Linked DNA regions of Capra hircus: region 2 is linked to region 1. The links are chromatin contacts, called in public Hi-C maps. All regions are on one chromosome and are shown on one strand. Each heading gives the region's core, a stretch centred on a gene start, on an enhancer-like site or on the middle of the called end of the contact. The rest is flanking DNA. Distances are from core to core; before and after follow the strand shown. Region 1 overlaps ATG7 (ubiquitin-like modifier-activating enzyme ATG7). Region 2 overlaps VGLL4 (transcription cofactor vestigial-like protein 4).

Region 1 (3,806 bases), core at 357-2,856:
AGTGGGGTTAACCCACGCTGTGAAGGAGGTCTGTCTCCATAAAGAGTCGGCCAGGTTTTGTTGGGATTTTTTTTGTGGGCGGGGGGGGGATAGCAGAGAATTGCTAGGGTGGCTAAAGGCAGCAAGAACTAGGGGTGGGATGGTGGAGGGGTTGGTGGTTGTGCTGTATTCAAGTGAGGCTGTTAAATGTGTGGTGAGCCTCATATGGAAGATGAAAGCTGTGCTGTCCTGAGAGGGAGGGAAGCAGGGGAGCCTAGGCAGGTTTGGAGTTGGGGACCCACTTCTGAATCTTAGCGCAGTCACTCTCTGCTTGCCTGAGCCAACATTCTTCACCCTCCTCAGCCAGAGTCCCATCAACAGGACAGTCGTCAAGATCAAATAAACTAACTGGGAACAAGATTCGTGTTGTTTGGCTTCTTATAAATGTTGAGTCCTCTGGAGTCTAGAGATTTCACCAGATGTATTTTTAATAATCTGATAAGTATAAAGGACAGGGAAGCCTGGTGTGCTGCAGTCCATGGGGTTGCAGAGACTGACATGACTGAGCAACTGAACAGTGATAACAAATGATAAAGTTTAAACTCTTCTTTTGGTATAAGTGTAGTTCTGGAGATATAATATCTGAATAAATTACCTGAATCATAGTTTGTGAAACCTGACTATATCTTATTGTTGTATAGTCACTAAGTCATGTTCCACTCTTTTCAACCCCATGGGCTGCAGCCAAGCTCCTCTGTTTTCTACTGTTTCCCGGAGTTTGCCCAAATTCAAGTCCACTGAGTTGGTGATGCTATCTAATCATCTTATCCTCTGCTACCCCTTTCTCCTTTTGCCTTCAATCTTTCCCAGCTTCAGGGTCTTTTCCAGTGAGTTGGCTCTTCACATCGGGTGGCCAAAGTATTGGAGCTTTAGCACCAGTCCTTCCAATAAAGAGTCAGGGTTGATTTCCTTTAGGATTGACTGGTTTGATCTCCTTGCAGCTCGTTTGACCTGGTTTGATCAAACTGGTTTGCTCTCCAGCACCTAAATTCGAAAGCATCAATTCTACAGTGCTCAGCTTTCTTTATGGTCCAGCTCTCACGTCTGTACATGACTTCTGGAAAAACCGTAGCTTTGACTTTACAGACCTTTGTCAGCAAAGTGATGTCTCTACTTTCCAATACGCTGTCTAGGTTTATATTGCTTTCCTTTCCAAGGAGAAAGCGTCTTTTAATTTCATGGCTGCAGTCACCGTCCGCAGTGATTTTGGAGCCCGAGGTCTATCACTTCCCCTCTGTTTGCCGCCTACTGATTATAGCTGAAAATGAAAACCCGTCACTAAGTTGTGTCTGACTCTTTGTGACCCCATGTACTGTGTAGCCCTCAGGCTCCTCTGTCCGTGGGATTTCCCAGGCTTAGTTCAGTTCAGTCACTTAGTTGTGTCTGACTCTTTGTGACCCCATGGACTGCAGCACGCCAGGCTTCCCTGTCTGCCACTCCTGGAGCTTGCTCTAACTCATGTCCATTGAGTCAGTGATGCCATGCAACTATCTTATCCTCTGTCCCAGGCTGATACCCTGTAAGTGGAAATCAGATGTAGTTCAGAATTTTATGCTCAGGGTGGCGCTGTTTCCCCATACTTTTCGTAATGTTTGCATTTCTATCTCTGTGGGTTCCAAGTCAGGCAAGTAACTCAGTAAACATTTAGGACCATTTCTACCTTCTGTTGTTCACAGACCTTCTTACCTTGTGAGGCCCCATCCGTTGCCATATCCTAAAAGTGCACATTGATCTATATTCACTGTAACATATGTGAGCGTTGCCATAATAAACTAGTTGGCTGATTATATATTTGAAGACATTTATTAAAACAATAGATTTTTCAGCTTGGTTTTTATGTTTTGGAGTCAGTTTGTGTTTAGGTCTCAGATATGTGCAAAGCTTGTGTGCCATTTCTTAACGGAATAAAGGACCTAATATAGTTCTTCTTTAAAACTGATTTATTTAGCACAAGTACTAAAGTACATTGAACTCCATTTTCGTTAGTAATCTGTTCATAATCTGTGTCAAGAGCACAGATTAATTGTTTCCCACTTCTTGCCAGAAACTACACACGTCCTTCACAGGTGTGTCGTTCGGGGCTTGACATGAATTTTTGTTTGTTTGTTTCTAGATACGAGGATTTCTGTCACGGTTTGATAACGTCCTTCCTGTCAGCCTGGCCTTTGACAAATGCACGGCTTGTTCTTCCAAAGTAAGTCGTTCTACATTGGCAGGACTTGTTTTTTAATATGAGCCCAGTCAGCCTTCCTAGCTAGAGGCCCCAAAACCAGCTGAGGGCTTTTTGCTGGGGAGGGCGAGGGTCTGAAAAAAAAAAACCAACCAAACCAGAAGACGTTATGGTTTCATTTAGCTATGTTCATTCTCACAGGGAAGCCAGCCTGAGAAAGTTTGGTTTGTAGTATAGCGAGAGAGACTGAATTGGATCATTTCAGCTCTGTGTCAGTCCTTGCAGCAAGCAGGCTGATTTGGACTCGAATGTGAACTTTTCTCGTCTTTGTTCCTCCCCCGAAGGCGCCTCGCTCCCGCAAACCATCACAGAGTAGTTTTTTAAGTGTTGCTCAGAGGATGAGGGAGACCAGGCAGTCCTGATGGTGTGTCTTTTGGAGTTCCACATAATGACAAAGAAAAAGTAAGCAGAGATTAGGGGACTGGACGGGGAGCCAATAAAAAGGCCCATTCAGCTTTGATCTTTCCAGAGGCTCTAAAAGCAGAGTTCGTGTGTCCCCCATTGTAATGGGAACCGGCTGATATACCTCAAACCTACAGTGATGGCATCTCATTTTTTTTAATAGGCCTTGAGATAGTCTGAGTTATTTTTACACATACACTGTGTGTTCTAGCTGACTTCCTTTTGGAAAGCTCTCTAAGCCTTCTAACGCCAAGTGATTTAACCTGGCTTTTAAAACTCAAGATTCTTGGTAAGACTTCCATGTTCAAGTGTTAGGCATTGGGGTCATTAATCCCAGACTCCAGGCTCTCAGTTATAATTTGGGACTTCTTTGCTGTGTAGCCTACATCAGTCTGAACAGGACTGAATTCTGGGTAAAGTCTCTGCACTCCGAGATGACAAGCTGTCTTTGAAAATTTTACTTGGGTCTTGTCTTAGGAGAAGCACCATCTTGACCAGTTTCTCTAAAAAGTTAACTCACATTTGACCAACAGTGTTGATAAATTTGATTAATTTTAGGTGCTCAAAAACTTCGAGTAATTTTTTCTTTCTTTCTTCTTCAAAAGTAGACTGAGTTCTGGTTTTATCACTCTGCATCCCAAGTGTCCATGTTGAGAGTTAAACGTTGCCATTTGTAGGTGGTTATCCACGAGCTCATACTTTCCGTGGGTTCTCTAGCGCGTCTCATACCTATGTGCCTGAGCCAAGGCCTCAAGGATGTCTGCGTGCACTTCCGTCTTCAGAAATGCAGGTTTTAGGATTATGTGCTCTTCAGCACAGTACCTTTTTTTTTTCCTTTGAATGTCTGAGCTAATTGGTCTCAAAATAACTTGGCAATATTAATTTTCATATTGAAATTGTTTGACACAAGTGTCAGAGACTTCTCTGTGGCTTTATCTAGGTCTAGTTAGTCAAATGAGGTGAAGATAATTAGGTTCTCTAAGTGAAATGCAAACACTCATTTTTTTTTTCTCCTTGTTCTATTTCTAATTAAATTAGCCCCGGAGATACTGTTTGCAAAAGGATCACAAGCATATCCGCTAGCTGCGGTCCTTCATATTCTTTGAAAGCGCATAGCTTTGCATTTTTCTTTCAC
Region 2 (3,806 bases), core at 450-2,949, 250 kb after region 1:
CACTGTGGACAGTGACTGCAGCCATGAAATTAAAAGACGCTTGCTCTTGGGAAGAAAAGTTATGCAAGCCTAGACAGCACAAAACTCAGAGCCATTACTTTGCCTACACAGGTCTGTATAGTCAAAAGCTAAGGGTTTTCCAGTAGTCATGTACGGATGTGAGAGTTGGACTATAAAGAAAGCTGAGCACCAAAGTATTGATGCCTTTGAACTGTGGTGTTGGAGAAGACTCTTGAGAGTCCCTTGGACTCCAAGGAGATCAAACGAGTCAATCCTAAAGGAAATCAGTCCTGAATATTCATCAGAAGGACTGATGCTGAAGCTGAAGTTCCAATACTCTGGCCACGTGATGCAAACAGCCGACTCATTGGAAAAGATCCTAATGCTGGGAAAGATTGAGGGCAGGAGAAGAAGGGGAAGACAGAGGATGAGATGGTTGGATGGCATCACTGACTCAATGGACATGAGTTTGAGCAAACTCTGGGAAATGATGAAGGACGGGGAAGCCTGGCGTGCTGCAGTCCATGGGGTTGCAAAGAGTCAGCCACGAAATGAGGAAACAGATATCAGGCTGAGAAGTTTGTCCAAACTCAACAGAGTGTAGATCTGGGATCAGAAGCATTGGTTTTCCACTCTACCCAGGGTCTTTCTTTTAACCAAAAGTAAGAAGAGTTTTTGAAGTCCACAATAACTGTTAACTTGCAAGGGATGAGTTTCATGGTAGATTTGCAAAAAGCAGCTGAATAAAAGGTAGGAAACGAGATCCTTTGCAATGGGGAGTTAACATGCATCTGTAAGAAAACTGTACCTTAACAGCTGTAAACAAATTCATCTTCTTCACTACACTGTCATCTCTTTAAAGCTAGACCCATGTCTTATTGTTCTCTGGATATGCCTCAGTGCCTATGGGACGTCCCCAGTGGCTCAGTGGGTAAACAATCTGCCTGCGATACAAGACACACAGGAGACAGGGGCTCAATCCCTGCGTCGGGAAGATCCCTGGAGCAGGAAATGGCAACCTGCTCCAGTATTCTTGCCTGGAAAATCCCATGGACAGAGGAGCCTGGTGGGCTACAGTCCCTGGGGTCCCAAAGACTCAGACACGACTGCACGGCTAAGCATGCAGTGTCTACAAGAGTATGTATTTAACTTTTCCTGGATGAATTACTGACCTAAAAAACACCAAAGACGGATGAAAAGGTCTTCAAAAAGCAAGCAGATGGTTCAGATTTTTTTTCTCCCCACAAAGTCAACTCTATTTTGGAAATATGAAATAAAATGAAATGTTTTGGTTGAAGACATTCTACTAAATCATGTAAAGGTCAATACCATCAAATTCTCTTCACAACACAAGCAATCCAGTTTTTCCAAGGATGGATTTGCCAGCATGGCCCTGCCATCAGCCTGTGGGTGTTCCTTACTGATGCTCTGTCTGTGAGGACATCTCAGTCACAGACTCACCAGAAATTCCACCACTGGAAGGAAGACAGAGTCTCAGCCCTGGCCAAGCATTAGCGCCACCAGGAAGCCCTGGAAGCTATGGATGCCGGGCCCCGAATCTGGCAGAGGAAATCTGGGGTGGGGCCCGGATAGACATATTTTAAATTCATACCCGGAAAAGAACGACACTCAGTACAGTCTGAAAATAGGTCCACACGTCATCCCGACACACTTCCAGCCCCTGAGGTCCTGGAGCAATGCCCTAGGGGTTCTGAACGGAGCTTCACATCCCCTGCCTTCCACACTGCCCAGAGCTCACGGGCACTCCAGTCAGCTACCTGTGGGCGACATGAGTCGATCAACCCAAGAAACAGCTTAACTCCCTCCCCTCGGAGAAGTGATTCCCTCACTCAGATTCACACAGCTCCAGTCCTGCCTGACGTGGAAGGCGCGAATGGACCCTCGCTCTCAGCCTCTCTCCTTAAACTACGGGTGCTCTGTGGTCAGAATAGGACTAAGATTCTGTCCACTAGCAACACTCAGCTATACAGACACCAGACACGTGCACACCAGGATTCCTCTTTACCCCCCCGTGGGCAGGGACAGGCGGTGTCCCTGGGAACAGGACAGAGCACCCCGTGGAGAAGCAGGGCAGGGTCGCCGGTCCCTCCGTCCGGTTCCGGCTGGTGACGGTGGGTTTGCAGGGGCACGGGGCCCCTCCTGCCGGAGGATGCAGAGCTCGCAGGCTCCTCTGACTGAGGCCCCCGCCCCCGGGTTTCTGAACCACTGCTTCCCCAGCACCTGACGCCGTGCCCGGCACCCAGTAGGTGAATGATTTGTCAAAAAGAACCAACCAGAAGGAAGAGCTCTAGAACCTAAGCTGGGCACAGGAAAGCCAGGAGGAGTGGGACACCCCAAATTCTGGGTGCAGTCTAGGGGCGTCCGGGGCAGAGAGCGTGGACAGCTGGGCGGCTCTGCAGAACCAGGCTTCTAAGCAGGGCTAGTGGGACAGGTGACATCCCGGCCTCCTAGGGAAGCACTCACTGCCAACTACCCTGGGGACAGGAACCCCAGGCCTGGGGAGGGAACTGGACCCTGAGGAAGGTGGGGTGCTGGGACTAAGCAAAGCAGGACAGGGCTGCGGGCGGTCAACCCGGCCATCTCCAGGTACAGCCGGCAGTGGTTCCCCTCCCCTAAAGGAGGAGACGGAAGGTGGAAGAGGAGGGGATGGGGAGCCCCAATTTCCCGAGCTCTCGGAACCTCACGCTGGTCTCCCAGCACAAGAGAGCACCAAACCCCGAGTCAGAACCGCCAGGGTCTTATTCTGTTCAGACCCACCTTCATGGGGTGGTGGTCAAGGAAGTCATCTCCCGGCCTCGGTCTCTTCGTCTGCAAAAGGGGTAGACGGAAGCTCCCCTGCCCGGCACCGGCCTGGCGGTCACCGCGACCCACCACAAGGTGCCCACAAAGCGGGGGTGATGGCCACCACGCTTCCTAAGGATGGAGCTTCCTCTGTTCCCACAAGGAGAAGTGGGCCTGTTCAGGCTAGACAATACCCCGCCCAGCCCCGAAGATCCTCAAACAGAAAAAACATCCATAAAAAAGAAGGGGGAGCAAAGGTTGCTTTATTGCTGGTTCGCCCGTTCCTGCAGCTGGAGGAGGCCGTCCCACTGGCCTTTCTGAAAGGAAAGGCTGGTGGTTCCCCCAGCAGTTCAGTAATTCAAGCCGGACAGGGACCTGGGCACACACCTTTTCTTTAACTTTTCAAAGACAATCATAACACGCACTCAGTTAAAAATTTAGCATTCTCACCCTACCGGCTGTCAAATACGCGAAAATCACACAGACTACTCACGCGCCCATGCATTACTGAAATGAAACAAAAGCAGGTCCTGCCCCTGGCATGACAAACAGGGTCCAGGACTTTGCAGCCAGGAGCAAGAAGCACCATGTCTGCCCACACCCCCAACCCCAGGACTCCCCTCCCCTCGCCGCCTGCACCCCACTTCATAAACACACTCTTCTCTCTTCTACCTCTAACAGTATCTGAGTCAGCCCTGAAGTTCTCAGGTTCTGGACAGTTCCTCTCTCCCCCTTCTCCCCTCGCCCCTACCCGGCCACTTTCATTTGCAATCTCAAGAAGAGTTGCATATTTTATATACTAAATGATGGTGGTGATGAGTTACGGTTGTTTCTGCTGAGCTCCTAAATTTCCTTTGGTTTTTCTTACTGAAGGGGTGTGGAGAGGAATGAGAGCTGCACCTCCAGGCAAAAAAAAAAAAAAGAGAGAGACAGAGACGGGAGGAGAGCATGCTGGAGGCATTTTTCATTACAACGATAGGTATGAAGGCTATCTCGCTTAGCTC

The links. Hi-C and Micro-C count contacts between places; a contact is called where the count stands out from the background.
Region 2: a Hi-C map of blood shows a contact between it and region 1, with 8 times the contacts expected there. The contact joins two enhancer-like sites. A contact is called at or near these places in 2 of 5 Hi-C or Micro-C datasets (both in blood).

Annotation. Positions count from the first base shown.
Region 1 is chr22:55,393,970-55,397,775 of ARS1.2, forward strand. It overlaps ATG7 (ubiquitin-like modifier-activating enzyme ATG7), which reads left to right. Exons shown (of 19, transcript XM_018066977.1): 17 at 2,153-2,233. Among named protein-coding and RNA genes, the nearest start is that of ATG7, 100 kb to the left of the region's middle. Within about 2 kb of position 1,607, at least 2 of the 5 cell types and tissues checked have an H3K27ac peak or open chromatin away from gene starts, as enhancers often do.
Region 2 is chr22:55,647,657-55,651,462 of ARS1.2, forward strand. The region is part of intron 2 of VGLL4 (transcription cofactor vestigial-like protein 4); the gene reads right to left. Among named protein-coding and RNA genes, the nearest start is that of VGLL4, 70 kb to the right of the region's middle. Within about 2 kb of position 1,700, at least 2 of the 5 cell types and tissues checked have an H3K27ac peak or open chromatin away from gene starts, as enhancers often do.